2 separate regions of the Anas platyrhynchos genome follow, and region 1 is linked to region 2. A link is a contact called in public Hi-C data. All regions are on one chromosome and are shown on one strand. Each heading gives the region's core, a stretch centred on a gene start, on an enhancer-like site or on the middle of the called end of the contact. The rest is flanking DNA. Distances are from core to core; before and after follow the strand shown.

Evidence for each region. Hi-C and Micro-C count contacts between places; a contact is called where the count stands out from the background.
Region 1: a contact with region 2 is called in a Hi-C map of subcutaneous adipose tissue, with 2.1 times the contacts expected there. The contact joins the enhancer-like site here to the promoter of LOC101789398 in region 2. A contact is called at or near these places in 2 of 8 Hi-C or Micro-C datasets (skeletal muscle and subcutaneous adipose tissue).

Annotation. Positions count from the first base shown.
Region 1 is chr19:4,308,728-4,312,700 of IASCAAS_PekinDuck_T2T, reverse strand. SPAG9 (sperm associated antigen 9) reads left to right here. Exons shown (of 30, transcript XM_027471262.3): 30 at 1-175. Among named protein-coding and RNA genes, the nearest start is that of TOB1, 57 kb to the right of the region's middle. Within about 2 kb of position 1,975, at least 6 of the 8 cell types and tissues checked have an H3K27ac peak or open chromatin away from gene starts, as enhancers often do. A contact at or near this core is called in subcutaneous adipose tissue, where this site is marked.
Region 2 is chr19:4,205,542-4,209,251 of IASCAAS_PekinDuck_T2T, reverse strand. LOC101789398 (ankyrin repeat domain-containing protein 40) reads left to right here and starts at 1,414. Exons shown (of 5, transcript XM_027471717.3): 1 at 1,414-2,066; 2 at 2,626-2,774; 3 at 3,458-3,710. The coding sequence starts at 1,924.

The sequences.
Region 1 (3,973 bases), core at 726-3,225, 100 kb before region 2:
CCAAGATGGATACTACAGCGTTAAACTTGCTGTCTGTTAAAACTTGAGGCTTCTGTGAGCAGAAAAGCTCATATAGCAGTGTAGTTATTTCAGTATTTATTTCTATTATTGAATCCATGGGGTTCAGAATGTAACTTTGTACATGAAATATATATAAATATGTATATGAAACATGCATCTGATTGGTGTTTTCTTTGTGGTCTTGTGTTAAGTTCAAAAGCTTCTGATGCTACCAGAAGGCATCATACTAGCAGCTAAATATTGCTGTCATAAATACGGGTAATCTATTTGAGTCGTCCCACAACTGCTCTAATCTTGGTATCTCATACTGGACCTAAGCAAAAAGCTCTGAAGAAAAACTGCATACACTGACTGGATCCTAAATGCTGTCTTCATCTCTTGTATAGCCTACAAACCTGCTGATTCATAGATTAAGACTAGAGGATGGATAACCACTGAACTGCAGCTCAGGTGAGGTAGCCCCTGACACTGGAATTTATTTTCCAAATTTCTTAGCACCTTACAAAAGAACTGGCTTAATTCATTTAAGCCCGAAAGCACGTTGGTTAGTTACTGCACAGCACAGGAAATGATATATTTACAAGGCAGAAGAATGAGGGCTGGGTGACCGATTTCTCCTGCAGAAGCAAAGCTCTTGGCTAGAACCAGGTTTTCAGTTGTTTCCTGGGTTATCTGCCACGTTCTACCCCCATTTGTCCCAGCACTTTATCTTGAGTCTGTAAGAACTGGCCATGCCACTGAAAATATTTGGTTAACCTTTGTTATAATGTGGTTCTGGTGGCGCCCTCCTTGTGCAACAACATTTTTTCCCCTTGTGTGCTGGTGGCATGTTGCTGCCTTGCCTGTTCCCCCTGCCTGTGTGTGCTGATGTACTCTTGCTTCTCTCAAACCATATTGAAGAGCCTATGTAAAGTTGCTTTTGATTACCTCTAGGATGCAAAGACCTTGTATTAACATACACAGATTCTTTTTGATCGTTTACTGGAATTTTCTTGCAAGATCTTTGCCTTGTTGCCTTTCCAGAACAGATGTACTGACATTTCCCTCAGTGTTTACTCTCAGGATGTGTCTGTTCACATGCATGTCAGTGCACTGTGCTCATAAGAGTGTGTGTATTAAATATGAAGAAGCATCAAGAAAAATCTTTACTGGGGAAATGTTTAAGCTTTCTTCTCCTAGCCCTGCTGTGCATGTGGATAAGTAGTTTGATTCTTCAGATTTTTCATTTAAAAAGTGCCTATAGCACCATAGTTTACAATTCTATCAAATGATATGTGGAAACTGAAGTTTTAAGCTGTGATAAATGCCCCAGCTATTCACCAATGAACATGATGGTAACAGGAAAAACACAGCTTCTGTAGCAGATTTTTAAAAATCTCAGTGGTCTTTCTCCTATAAGAAGAAGCAGCCAACTTCAAATCACAGTATGTAAAATGTTAATAATCAAAAGAAGTGAAAATGTTTGCCTGAATGTGTTTTTTATTTATTGGAAAGTTCTTTGCTGGAAATTAAACCTCAGGCTTACTGAAAGAGTGAATTTCCTTTTTTTTCTGCAATGGGATGTTAAACCAAAATGAGGCATTCTTTTTGCCATCACTTCCCTTTCACCATCCTGTAATGTGTTTGAAAGCTGTTTGAGCAATACAGTCTGTGAACGTTACTTAACTTTATGATCATCTCTGAGGCAGGAGTGCCCCTTCAAGTCTTCTGCAGAAGAATGAAGGGGGCTTTTTGGCCTTGGACTGTGCTCCAGATTCAGGACTTGTAGCAATCTTGCCTGGTTACAATTAACTTCTTTAAAAGACATTGAAGTGACAAACCTAATTCTGAAAAGAATCGCTTCCTTGCTTTTCAAAACACTTTTGTAGAGAGTGGTGTGATGTGGACTGTTAGCTGCTTGTGCCTGTAGGTGGGATGAGAACCCTCAGGACTGCCTGTGTTGTGTTTAAACACAAGGTGGTGCTCTAAGAATTCAAAGGCTCCTTGCAGACCTGGAGGAGAAGTCATTGTGCTGGGGTACGGCTCTTCTGCCTGCCAACATGCAAGTTTTGGGTTTCCTCTAAGAAGGTGGAGATCTTGTGTCAGCGGTCGAACAAAGAAAAGGAGAATTGGGGTGTTTGATCATCAAAGGGTTCAGAAAATTGCTTGCCCTTGCCTTCCCCTTGGTTGTGGTTAAGTTGTGTTGTGGGGATTTCTCTGCCTTGGGTGCGGCCGATCTGTGGTGTGGAGCCCCTGTGCTGGGACCTCTTCAGCCCCTTGCAGCTGGGGCATGGAATAAAAACGCTTCTCCTATTTTAAAGATTATGGGAGCATGAGCCCGGCTTAATTAGGAGGTGCTCCTCTTGCCTCTCTTCAAGAACAGAAGCACCACAGCCCTCCTCCACCCCACAGCCCCAAGGCTTTTGGGCTTGCAGGTGGCTTCTGTGGCCAAGGGAAGGACTGCTGCCTTCCCCTGCTGCTGCCCTCTCTGCACGAGATGTTTGTGCCCGGCGGCTTCTGCTTTGTTAATGGCTCAGGGCTGGGGCTTAAATAAGGAGGAGGAAAAAAAAAAAAGTTGGAAACCGTCCTGGATTCCACATCTGCTTTTCACTTCCACCTTGGTGCAGAGGGGCCGGCACTGGGAGTGCTGTGTCTGAGTGGCCACAGGGCCACCAGAGCTGGGGTTTAAACCTCCCTCTGGGGCCACCAGAGCTGGGGATGGGGTTTTAACCTCCCTCTCTCCCTTCGTGTTGGTGGGGACGGGGCTGCCACCACTGCCTGCCTGTGTCTGGACCAGTGCTGTGGTGGCCAGCAGCCTCTTCACCCAGCTGGGAGCAGAGGGTACATGGGGATGAGTGTGGTGTGTGTGAACTGTGGCTCTCTTTGGGTGCTGGTGCGGTGGCCCTGTGTGGGTTTTTGAGAGCACCAACTTCTAATCATTGTGGTACCCTGGGGGCTGGGGGGCTGTGTGGAGGTGGGGGCTTCATGTGGTGCTGCCACTGCTTGCTTCAGGTCATGGTTTATCTCCCTGGGATGGCAGAGAGACCTTGAGGGATGACAAGAACTGGGGTCAAGTGAGAAGGCCCAGCCAGCCTCCTCAAAGCCTAGAACCAGGGAGGATTTGGCTCTGCCTCTTCATGGGCTGCCTTGAATCCTGGAGACCCTGGGTTCACTGGGCTGTAGGCCTCAGGGCCATGCCCAGGGAAGGCTGGCACCACTTTGGGTGGGTAATCATGTGGGGAAGGGTGTTTACAGCTGAATGCCAGAGAAACACGGCGCTGAGGAGATTTTTGGCTGCTAATTGATGTGCTCAATGAGAGAACAGCAGGATGCGTGTGTGGGCAGGGAAAATTGAATTCTTGTCAAAATTGCCCAAAAGATAATGAAAATCCCCGGGATAAGAGAGAGGTGAGTTGGGTGGCATCCACAAAACCATTACAGCCGGGTTGACTCAGCTTGCAAATAAGCACTGTGTGGGTGCTCCCTACCAAAAGTGCTCTCCTGGGTTTTGGGCTGTGGCCGTGCTGCGTTCCTCCTGGGGAGGGAAGATGCTGCAGCCCGGCCTCTGGCCTCAGGGCAGCTGCCCGTGCTGAGCACCAGGCCTGAGGTGCCTGTCCTGGACCTCCTGTAGGGCTGTGGTTTTCTGTATGTGGGAAGAGAAAGTCTAAATGGGGGGAGGTGGCACCGGGAACATCCCTGGCAGTGCCTGGCCAGTGAACCTGCACCCCATGCTCCCCACTGGTGCTACTGCTTATTGAGAAAGTAAAGATTTAAGGCTTGCAAAGAGGGGCAGGGAAACAGCTTTGCTGCCGTTTGGGTACCGACGTGCTGCCAAAACGACCTGTCGTCAGCTTGAAATAGCAAAGTGGTTGTCTGGCTTTTGCAAGCATTTTTAAGAGTTGTTTCTCAGCCAAATCTCTGAACTTTTCAGGGTGCTGGGAAGGTCATTTCACCATAGCAACCTGGACCTGCG
Region 2 (3,710 bases), core at 165-2,664:
GTGGCGGCCTTGGGAGAGGAGCTCAAGCAAAAAGAAAAGCCCCATAACCCTAAACAAATCCGCTCATTGAGCGGGGCTTCCCTTCCCTTGTTACAACATTGCATAACGCCCCTTTGCACTGTGCAGAGTTTTGAAATCTGCAGGATCAAAGCTGTATGGAGACACTATGGATGTGCTGGGGAAAATTTAAAGGCGTTTTACAACCACAGAGAGAAGTGCAGATCTACACTTCGGGCCCTTCTTGCTGTTCCACTCTGACACCTAGTGGCACAGAGCAGTTTTACCCGTGGTCTACGATAGGGGTTAATTTTTCTAGGCCTCATCTTGCTCTCTTTGCTTGAATAGATTTCCCCCGTTGGTCTGAGGTCATGTACCACTTTGGAAGAGGCCTTGGAAGAGGCTATTTTGCCCCTTTATCCTATTGTATTTTTTCCAGGTTTAATAAGTTGGGATTGCTTAAAGCTGTCGTGGTGTGGTAGAGTATTCTTGCTTCCTATAAGATATGGTCACTTGTTCACATTTGTGTGTGCTGTGTTTGAGTTTCACAGCTGCATGCCATGATTGCTAAAGACAGGCAAATGTGGTCATGGGTGCTGACCTGGGCTGAGAAGTGGGATCATTTAAGACAGCTTTTATTGAAAAAGAAAGTTTAATAATAATAATAATAATAATAATAATAATAATAATAATAATAATAATAATAATAATAATAATAATAATAATAATAATAAAAAATCTAGGTGACAAGTGTCCAGGTGAAGGCTGGACTCCAGGTCCCTGAGGTCCGTATTTGCAGTTGTCACTAAACATTAACAGAAGAGGAGAAGTCTTGTTTGCAAACCATTCTCTAAGCCAAGCTGTTGTTCATACAGTTGGTTGTGTCTTTCTGTACAAGCCAAGCACAATTTTTGCTAAGCCTGTTGCAGTCCGTTGCATGAGATCAAAGGCATGTGATCTGGTTTAAAACAAATGCCTCTGAGTCACGGTGTGACCTTTGTCGTGCTATTTAAAAACGTCGCCTTTGCTGCTGAACACTGGGGCTGCACAGGGACGCTGAGCACCCGCGTACCCCACAGCCTCGGCTGAGGAGGGATGCCCAAAATGGTGTTCATGTTTAGAAGTGTACTGGGTCTGGCTGGGATGTTAAAACATGGTAAAACCACCACAAGAAGTAGAAAAGTCTACATTCAGTGGGCCTCAGCCTCTCCCGACTGATTGCAGTGAAGTTCGCTCCTCTACTTCTGTGTTTTGAAGCTTCATTTATGGTGGTAACCGCTTGGGAGCGGTTTGGGTGGTAAATGCTGCAGGCCTGCTCTGCGTGTTATTGCCTCTATCATAGCAGGAACACGGCTGTCCAACGTGTCTGCAACACAGGTCCTAAATGAAGTGGTGGGTTCAAAATAATGTGACAAATAAGTGCTGAAAAAGAGAAGCAATGAAAAATAATTAAAAAATCACCTTAGCGCAAATTTCTCATTGGTGACAGGCACTGATGCCAAAATAGAAACCCTGGAATTGACGAACGCCCCAGCCCACGCTGCAGTGATTTAATTAGTGCTTTAATTGTACCCAGAGGCACACGGGCTGGGAATTATCAGGGGGTGCCCACGGGAGCTGCGGGGCTGCGCTCTCCACCGGGGGCTGCTGAGCCCAAGCCCCAGCCCCATGGCTGGAGGGCAGGCGCAAGGCCGGAGAACCGGCGCAGGCAGCGGGGTGTTTCCACCCTACAGGGGCCGCTCCGTTCCTCCGTTCCCTTCCGAGGCGAACAAGTCGGGAGAAAACCGTGAGGAAAGGCGAGGGGAGCCCGGCCCCGGGCCGCCGCCACCGCCCGCTGCCCCTGGGCACAAGATGGCGGCGGCCGTGAGGGAGCCCGCGGCGGCGGCCCGGGGCCGGGGCTCCGGGTAGCGGCCCCGCAGCCCCGGGATGGCGGCGCTGAGCAGCGCCTCGGAGGAGAGGGAGCTGCAGGAGCGGCTGCGGGAGGCGGCGGCGCTGGGGGACGCCGAGGAGGTGCGGAGGCTGCTGGGGCTCGGCGTGGACCCCAACTCCCAGAATGAAGTCGACGGCTGGTGAGGGGCGGCGGGGAGCGAGGGGCTGCGGGGGGGACCCGGCTCCCCGGGCCGGGGGTGGAGGCGGCCGCGGCTCCTCGGTAGCCCTCGGCCCGCGGTGGGGAGGCCGCTGCTGCCCGTGCCTCGGGCAGGGGTTTTGGATGATGTCGGCTCTGGGGTTTCCAACGTCAGTCTGGGCACCCTGCGTTGATGTCGCTTCACCCCAGCCATTGCTGCTTCGAGGACGCAGTGGTTTTGCGGTTTACTGAAAAATGCTAACCTCAGAAGGCTTTGGGGTTTACGGCTAAAGAGGATCATAATGAAGGGAGCCTGTCCTCCTTCCACCTGCAGCCGCCACCTGTTTGTGCTGGGACCTCTCCTTGGGCTTCACCAGCACAGCTCACCCTCAGCCTTGCCCCGAGAACTTGGAACACAACTGTTAACTTCAAAGATAAAATGTGATGCAATGAAGGAAACTTTATTCCCAGGTGTCCTGCATGCAACCCAGGTGAATCGTTGACTGGCAGCCAGGAGGATTCAGGATAGATCAGAGCACAACCCCTCTGTTTCCTTCCCCCAGGACGTGCCTGCACTGGGCCTGCAAGCGGAACCATGCCCAGGTGGTGGCTTGCCTGCTGGCTGCTGGCGCGGACAAGCAGATCCTCACGGCCACCGGGGAGCTGGCTGCACAGTTAACTTCGAAACCAGACATCCGCAAGATTTTGGGAGGTACTGTTCCTGTCTTAAAAGCACTCTAGAATTTGTGGTCTTCTTTCACCCAGATCAGTAGACTGGCAAAACTTTGGGTAGGACTACAGTATCTAATTTGATAGCTCCCAGGGAATAAACATGTATCACGTAACTTCTAATTGCTTTTTGGTCTGTGAGTGGAGCTTTCTGAGCTGCTTTGACATTAGTATCTGTCCTGTAATCATCACTCATGTAAGAATTTAACTTACTGTAGAAATCTGAAGCAAGAGAAAAGAAGGCTTGGATATGGTATCACATTCACTTAGCTGAAGAAATATTTGGTTTAAGATGCTGGCATGGGTCATAATAAACCATTTGCAGTAGTGTTATTAAAAGCATTGCAAAATTAGATTTATCAAAGAACTATGGGCCCTTTCCTTCAAAAATGCTAGAATAACACTGCTAGATATGACATAATTTCCAATGGTTATTTGTAAAAATATGTTTGTTTTTTTTTTTTAATTTTATTTTGAAGCTATTTGCCTTCCAGGTGTTACATGCTTATGAGAAATCAGTATTATCCTTGTGTTTACCTCAGAATGTGATGTAGTTTTAAGAAACAACAGGAAAACTGACTTCAAAATGAGAAAGATGCATCCAATAACTTGGTGGCTTTTTTCTCTCTCATCCCCTACCCCCACGTTTTTGAATTTCATTAATAGAGGAAGACAATGAATGTCAAGGAGCGAAAGATTTAAATTTGCCAGTTGTTGCAAACTATTTGGCCAACCCACCATTCCCTTATGTCTATACTGAAGCAAGCATTCCAGACAGCTTGGCAGAATCCCAGAATGAAAGTGCTTCCATCTCTTCCGCTTCCCAGAGTGAAACTAGTCCTTGTTCATCAGCAACTCAGGTTGAAGGCATATTCACACCTACATCATGTAACAGCGACGATGGTTTTCCTGCGCCAGA